2 separate regions of the Macaca mulatta genome follow, and region 2 is linked to region 1. The links are chromatin contacts, called in public Hi-C maps. All regions are on one chromosome and are shown on one strand. Each heading gives the region's core, a stretch centred on a gene start, on an enhancer-like site or on the middle of the called end of the contact. The rest is flanking DNA. Distances are from core to core; before and after follow the strand shown.

Region 1 (3,797 bases), core at 1,084-3,583:
TGCTGCTACTGTAAGGCTTAAGCATCATTAGGTAGAACAACATCAAACATTTATTTGCACGTCACTACTGCCAAGGCATTCATCCAAAAGGGGCAGAGAAGAGTCTTTTTTAATACTTATTTTATACTAAATGCCTGTGCAACCATCAAGTAAGATATATCCAGAAGTACAAGGTCGTTCTCATTTAAAAAGAACAGCCTGATCTCAGGAATGGAAACACGCTTCTACGCCCAGAGGCAGCTCATCACTGCAGAGCCTCTGATGAGACTGAAACGCACAGAGGAAGAAGCATCTGTACTTTCAACTTCCCCCCTCATTCCAAGTTCCTTGCCAGACACTAAACCAGGAGACAATTCGTTTATACTGAGATGACCTTCACCACCCCTGCCCGGTAGCAAATCCCTCTGGCTACCAGTAATTCTTACCCTATCCCAACACCGAGGCACATGCTCCACATTCTCCTAATTTCAACCCCTTTCAAAAGTTGACCTCCCCCTCCCACTCGGAGTCCAACAGTTAGAGAATGCCAAGTGAAGGGTGAACTCATCAACTGGCTTCGCCAAGCCAAATTTGGGATCCAGAGGACCTTCAAATAAAGAAGTAGGTGGGGCTTTACCTGCAGTTCACACCAGGCGACTTCCACAGTGGTTTCAGTGTCCAGACCTTTGTAGACCGTCTTAAAGGAGCCTCTGCCGATTTCGATGTCAAACTTGAGAAAGCGGCCATCGTTAGACATTCCCACGGCCTTGGTCTCCAGCTCTTCGATATCATCCTGCTGCTGGCTCCGTTCCTCCTGCGGCTCCTTGGCGCTGCCGCCGCCGCTGCCACTTCTCGCTGGCGGCGGCTCCTCTTTGCTCCCCACAAGGCTAGGCTGGGACACTGGGCGGTCTTTGCTGGTACTGCTGGGGACAGTCGAGGGGGCAGGGCCCGCGACGGCCTGTTCCCCAGGGGCGGCAGCGGCTGGAGGCTGCTGGGCTACCTGAGAAGCGGCGGTGGCGGCCACGGTCTCTTCCCGGTGGGGCTCCGGTGGGGCACTCTGCGGGACAACCGCGGGGATGCCGGGCTGGGGGAGGGCAAGAGGGAGGCCGGGGAGCTCCAACGCAGTGGCATTGGAGTCGCAGATGACACTCCGGCGGAAGAAGCGGTGCTCGGTGGTGGTGGTGGTCGCGGCCGCCCCGCGGCTGTCCTTGTCCATCGTGTGGCGGCGGCGCCGGTACTCCTCAGTCCTGCCGGTCCCGGCGTCGGCGGCCGCGGCCCCCAGTTTCTCCCCCACGGAGGAATCGGAGCTGGAGCCATTCTTGGGGACAGGAGCCGGCGGCGAGAGGAACAGGGAGCCGGGAGTGCTGCTCTGCTTCTCCGCGGCGCCGCCAGACATGGTCGGTTCGCTGGCGAGAGGCGAGCGGGCTCGGAGTCGCGGATGGAAAGGGCGTGAGGGCCGAGCCGCCCGCGCGGAGGTCTGCAGGGCACCGCGGCCGGGCGGGTTCGCGCCGACCCGGAGACGCCTCACTCAGCACTGACCAGCCGCAGCGAGGGCGAGGCGGGCCGCTGGCACCGAGACTGCTGCGGCTCGCGAGGAGGGCTCGAAGGCGGGCGAGTCGGGAGCGGAGCCGCGGGGGTTAGCGCCGCACGGTCCGCATCCATCCTGCGGCGAGCGGCGGCCGGGCGGGCGGCGGCAGCGGAGGCGCCGCAGTCATGAGGGGAGGGCCCGGGGCCGGCACCGAGTCGAGGCGGATGCGGCGGACGCGGCTCCCACTGCCCCGCTCGCCGAGCCGGGCGGGCTAGGCCCAGAGGGCGGCGGCGCCGCGAGCACGGGACCAGGTCCGACGCCCGGGCGGTGGCAGCCCCGGGGCAGGGAGTGGGAGGGGCCGAGGCGAGCGAGGAAGGCCGCGGCCCGGCTCCGGTCACTCGGCGGCCGCCGCCTCCCACACGCGCCCCCCGCGATGGGGACCGGCCTCACTGGTCGCCCATCGCCCCGGGGCGAAGGGCCGGAGCCTCGGAGCCTCGGCGCCTGAGGAGCGGGCCCCCCCTTCCCCGAGGCCTCCCCGCCCGCCCCGGGCCTGGCGAACCCGCCTCCTCCCGGGCCGGTGCCGGGGGCTGACGGCGGAGGGAACGGCGGGGAGGGGAGGGCCGCTCACCGCGGGGCCCGAGCTCCGCTGCTTCTCTGAGGCAAGAGGAGAGGAGACCTAGAGGACTGGGTGAGGGGGAACAGGGAGAGAAAAGAGCAGTCACCCCCACCAGGCGCCTTCTGTCACCGAAGACGGGGGTGCGGAGGGGCCGAGAGAGGAGCCGCGTCCGCCCGGGAAACTCTCTGCGCTAAATGGCGCCGGGAGTCTGAAGCCTCCACACAGCCCGCTCGGATCCCGCCCCCCGCCGCCCGGGGCAGCCCCACCCCCCACCTCGCTCCGGGGTTTTGCGCAGGCGTGCCAGCCCCGAGGCACCTTGGGACTTATAGTTTACGGGTTGGAGGAGATGAACGGGACCTAGGAGAAAAGTGCCTACGACTTCCGTGATGCCTCGCGGTTGCTGTAGCCTGATGCCTCGTGGGAGTTGTAGTTTTCTTTAGAAACCGTCCCTTCTGAAAGGCTGATGGGAGCGTCATCGCGGGTCGCTCAACCCCATCCTGAAGTCCGCGCGAGCTTAGGAAAATCATTATTTAGGGATTAATTGTGGAAGAAGGGAAGGAAGGGAAAAAAAAAAAAGAGGAAGGTGGGGGGGAGATGGAAAGACTCCCATCATGCTCTGCTAAGCGAGAGAGCTCTTAGGGTTGCCATGCAATGAAAAATGATCTGTTGTTCATCTTTAATGGAGAGAGCCGCAGTAGTGTTGAGTGACTGCAGGGCTGTGGGGGTGGAGGGGAAGGGTAAAGCCGGATAACCGGAGCCTGAGTTCTGAGTCGGAGGAGGGGAAAAGAAACTTTGTGAAGATGGTGCATGAAATTAATATTGATTAAATGGATTGGAGGAGGAGACAGGGAGGATTATCTTCCATCCTCCTCCCCTCAACAATTAAGGCCACATTCTCAGCTCCCGCCCGACACGGATATTCCGGCTCTCAAAAAAGGGCTGCCTGACTGAAATCGGGGATCCTAGTGAACTCCCTCTTGGCTTTGCCTGAAAGATAATAAAAGCGGGGTTGGGGGAGCGGTGGATTCAAGAAAAGATAAGGTCTACGGATCTACGGGTCTTTGGCCACACTTGGGGGGCTGGGCTGACTTCTGCCTTTGTAGTTGGTTGAAACTTATTTTCCACCTTTCTTCTGCTGGGTGGCTCCGTGAAACAACACCCCCTCTTTCTCCAGAGCTCCTCAGTGTCCACATGCAACGTCTACCAGGGCCCTGGGCCCGGGAAACGTGGAGCCCTGCGGCTCGCCGCCATGGCATGTTTTTCTTGAAAGCATCCTTGTCTCCCTGGACCCCTGTGCTCCTCGCAGCTCCTCAAGATGCGGAGGGGACGAGCACCAGGGGGCACCAGACGGAGTAGGAGGCCGGACTCGGGAGCAGATGGCAGTTTAAAAGCCTCGGTCCAACCGGTGGAGAGCGGGAAGCGCGGAAAACGTACGCAACCGCATCAGAGCGTCCGGGCGCGGCCGCCTCTCTTGGGCGCCCGCTGCGGAACCAGCTCGGAAGCGCGCGTCCCGGGCAGAGGACCACGCTGCGAGCGAGCAGCCAGCGAGGAACTCGGCAGGAGGTTCCTTAGCACAGTTCTCGGATGAGCTCCACCTGCAGAATTCTTGCCGTGCAGTTCATGTTAATTCATCTGATCCGTAAAATGGTTAATGCTGTTTTCTTTCTCTTTTTG
Region 2 (3,928 bases), core at 1,250-3,749, 64 kb before region 1:
GTTCATCAATGGATGAATAAACAAATTGTGATATTTCCATGGAATGGAATGTTATTTAGTCATAAAAGGGAATGAAGTACTGATGTGTGCAATCACGATGATCCTCGAAAACACTGTGCTAAGTCAAAGATGCCAAACACAAGGATCCGTAACATACTTTGAGTCTACTTATAGGACATATCCTGATTAGACAAATCCATACAGATGGTAAAAAGTGATAGCTGTCAGGAGCTGAGGGTTGGAAGAAATGGGAAATTGTTCCATGGGCATAGAGTTTTAGTTTTGTGAGATGAAAAGCATTCTAGAAATTGCACAGAAATGTGTATGTATTAACACTACTGAACTGTACACTTAAAAATGATTAAGATGGTAAATTTTGTTATGTTTTTTACAATAAAAAAATCAATCCCATCCACGAATGGATGGTCCCAGAGATCAGGTAGTCCAACCCCTTGTTTTACATGTACATGGGGAACTGAGACCCAAAAAAGGTTAGCTATTTGCCCAAAATCACAGTTGGTCAGAGGCAGCACTGGGAGTAGTCACAACTTCTACTCCAAGTCTAGCACTCTTTCTACTAAATAAACCCTCCTGTTGGCATAAGCCTCTGAAGCTCAGAAACTGAAAATTTCTTTTTAAATGTAAAAAGAAAAAGAACTTAGATAATGTGCAATTAAAGAAAAAATACGCTGCCTGGCTGGAAGAAGGGAAATGTGGAGTAACTGCTTAATGGGCACAGAGTGTTCTTTTGAGATGATGAAAATGTTTAGTAACTTGATAGATGTGGTACTTACAAAACATTGTGAATGTACTAAGTGCCACTGAATTGTACATTCTAAAACGGTTAATTGTATGATATTCAAATTTCAAGTCTATTTAAAAAAAATAAGTCTAAATTTATTTCAATTTTTAGTTACACTTAGTACATTCACAATGTGTACACTTAGTTACACATTGTGAATGTACTAAGTGTAATGTACTAAATGTACTAAAATGTTTAGTAACTTGATAGATGTGGTACTTACAAAACATTGTGAATGTACTAAGTGCCACTGAATTGTACATTCTAAAACGGTTAATTGTATGATATTCGAATTTCATGTCTATTTAAAAAAAATAAGTAAATTTATTTCAATTTTTAATCCAAATTTTCTTTTTTCTTTTTTTGAGATGGAGTCTCACTCTGTCACCCAGGCTAGAGTGCAGTTGGCTCACTGCAACCTCCACCTGCAGGGTCAAGCGATTCTCTTGCCTCAGCCTCCTGAGTAGCTGAGATTACAGGTGCCCGTCATCACACCCAGCTAATTTTTGTATTTTTAGTAGAGACAGGGTTTTACCATGTTGGACAGGCTGGTTTCGAGCTGACCTCAGGTGATCCTGACCTCAGATGATCCACCCACCTCGGCCTCTCAAAGTGCTGGGATTACAGGTGTGAACTACCACACCCGGCCTTAATCCAAATTTTCTAACTCATATATTCCCATCTTATTTTTCAGCTATGGGTGTTTTACCTGCTTCAATGTAAATACACATACAGAACAAAGGTAGAAACTCAAAAGGTCCAAAAAGCATGTATTTTGGAGTTAATTCCCATTCCTTCCCAATTTGGCTCTCCAAATGCTGCCAATGGTCCTAGTTACTCATTCTTCCAGAAATGAATATGAATGTTTTCAACCTACTTGCTTAGGAATCTGTATACATTCTCAATCAGAATTCTTAAATTCTGAAATTTTTCTTTTCTCATTCTCTCTACTTTTTCATTTTTATTTTTGAGATGGAGTCTCGCTGTGTCACCCAGGCTGGAGTGCAGAGGCACGATCTCGGCTCACTGCAACCTCCACCTCCTGGGCTCAAGTGATTCTCTGCCTCAGCCTACAGAGTAGCTGGGATTACAGACAAACCCCTTTTAGATAATTAAATCTAACTGGGTATTCTCACTACTGTGTCATCCTCTTTTAATATTTTCTGTCTTTTTTGTGCCTTCTGTTGCTCATTTCTTTATAGTTATTATTCCTGTCAATTTAGTCTGTTGTTTAACCATTAAACCATTTAAGTTTGAATTTTAATGTTCACATTTCTAGAAGTTCTTCAGAAGCTTTTAAATTATGCCTGTCTTTTTTTTCTTTGATGGTGTCTTATTCCTTCAATTCCTTCTTTTCTTTTATACACTTCATATACACTTACATATATCTTTACTGACATCATTATGTAAATAATTGTAATCACTTTCAGACTTGTCCATAATATCTTTAATTGTTGAAGTGCTATTTTCTGGTTGTGTCTATTCACCTTCATTGGTATGATCTGTAATTTAATTGTGAGGTCATCTTCTCTGGAAACTGTTTTGCCTCTGGACAGTGACCAAGGAACTGTGAAAATGTCCCTGGGAGTTTTCTTTCAGTTCCTGATCAATTATGATGTACGTTCTTTGGTTTGGGACTCCTGTACCAAGTAGATGGTATAAATTTATGTTACAGCGCCATCTACATATGAGATGGAAGAATACCAAACAGGCTGGGCACCGTGGCTCATGCTTGTAATCCCAGCAGTTTGGGAGGTCAAATCGGGATAAGGCCAAATCGCGATGAGCTCAGGAGTTTGAGAGCAGCCTGGGCAGCAAAATATACACTGTCTCTACCAAAAAAAAAAATAATTTTTTTTAATTAGCCAGGTATGGTGGTGAGCAACTATAGTCCCAGGTACTCGGGAGGCTGAGGTGGAAGGATTCCCTGGGCCCAGGAGTTTGAGGCTGCAGTGAGCTATGATTGTGCCGCTGCACTCTGTCCTGGGCAACAGAGTGAGACCCTGTCTCCAAAAAAAAAAAAAAGAAGATTACAGAATAATTAAGAACACTGGTAGCATCTGATGGGAATTTCTATTTTTCATAGGTCTCCCCTCTTATCCACAGTCTTCTGCACACAGGTAAAATTCCTTGCAGCTTTCACTGGCTAGGGCATTAAGGTCTCTCTTTTCATGGATAATTCAGTTTTTTGACACAGGCTACGTTCTAGCTCCCCTCTCTACCTAGTTCTAAGGCTTTCTGTCCTTGCATGGACATTAAAATTAGCATCAACTTCTCAACCAATATGTGGTCTAAAATCCCAGAGTATAAGTTCCTGTTTTGGCTTCGAGTTATCTCTGCTTATTATCTGGAGGTTAACCTCTCTTTCCTTAAAGCTTAGATATGTATTGGAAAAAACTTTTATTATATTCCACATTTCAGTTTGTTGCTGGGGGACAGCCATTCCACGGGGGCTTACCCCACTATGTTACCCAAAGCCCCTCAGTATAGTTTTTTAAACAAGTAAACCATTGTATTTTAGAGTAATCTTAGGCATGCCAGACAAACAGTTGACAACCAACTAAGTATCCAAACCAATGGAAAGAATCTCAAGATGTACACATAATTACTACCACATAATTCTCCTTAATTCATTCAAACGCTTATCATTCAGTATTAGGTACTTCCACTAGAATGTGATATATAGCACTTGTTCATAGTGCTAGGTATATAGTGCTAGTTAGCACATTCTAGTGGAAGAAAAGAGAATATCAAGAAGCCTATCTAACAAGGATAAAGGTATTGCCATAAACAAGTGTGGAAGTTGGATAAAGAAATTAGAATTTGCAGGACAGAAATGATCTGTTAATGTTTCAACATGTTAACTGTAAGCATTTCAGAATACATGCAAGTGACTATATCCAGGTGCTATAACACTGTATTCCAATGATCTGGAATTAATCAGCTCAGCAGTATTAACTTTAACAATTAATAAAGAATATATCGCCACAGTGACAATTTTAAAATATCGAATTTCACCAAATAAAAAATTTATACAAGATAACTTAAAACAGGTTCTTCTCTGGGTAAAAATAGATCCTCTAAGACACCAGGGGTCCCCAACCACTAGACCACAGGTTGATACCA

The links. Hi-C and Micro-C count contacts between places; a contact is called where the count stands out from the background.
Region 2: a Hi-C map of CD4 T cells shows a contact between it and region 1, with 2.7 times the contacts expected there. The contact joins the enhancer-like site here to the promoter of WNK1 in region 1. A contact is called at or near these places in 4 of 14 Hi-C or Micro-C datasets (CD4 T cells, blood, cortical neurons and 1 more).

The regions. Positions count from the first base shown.
Region 1 is chr11:1,533,117-1,536,913 of T2T-MMU8v2.0, reverse strand. WNK1 (WNK lysine deficient protein kinase 1) reads right to left here and starts at 2,333. Exons shown (of 28, transcript NM_001414862.1): 1 at 617-2,333. The coding sequence starts at 1,375.
Region 2 is chr11:1,597,187-1,601,114 of T2T-MMU8v2.0, reverse strand. All of the region lies in intron 2 of WNK1 (WNK lysine deficient protein kinase 1), which reads right to left. Among named protein-coding and RNA genes, the nearest start is that of WNK1, 65 kb to the right of the region's middle. Within about 2 kb of position 2,499, at least 4 of the 40 cell types and tissues checked have an H3K27ac peak or open chromatin away from gene starts, as enhancers often do. A contact at or near this core is called in CD4 T cells, where this site is marked.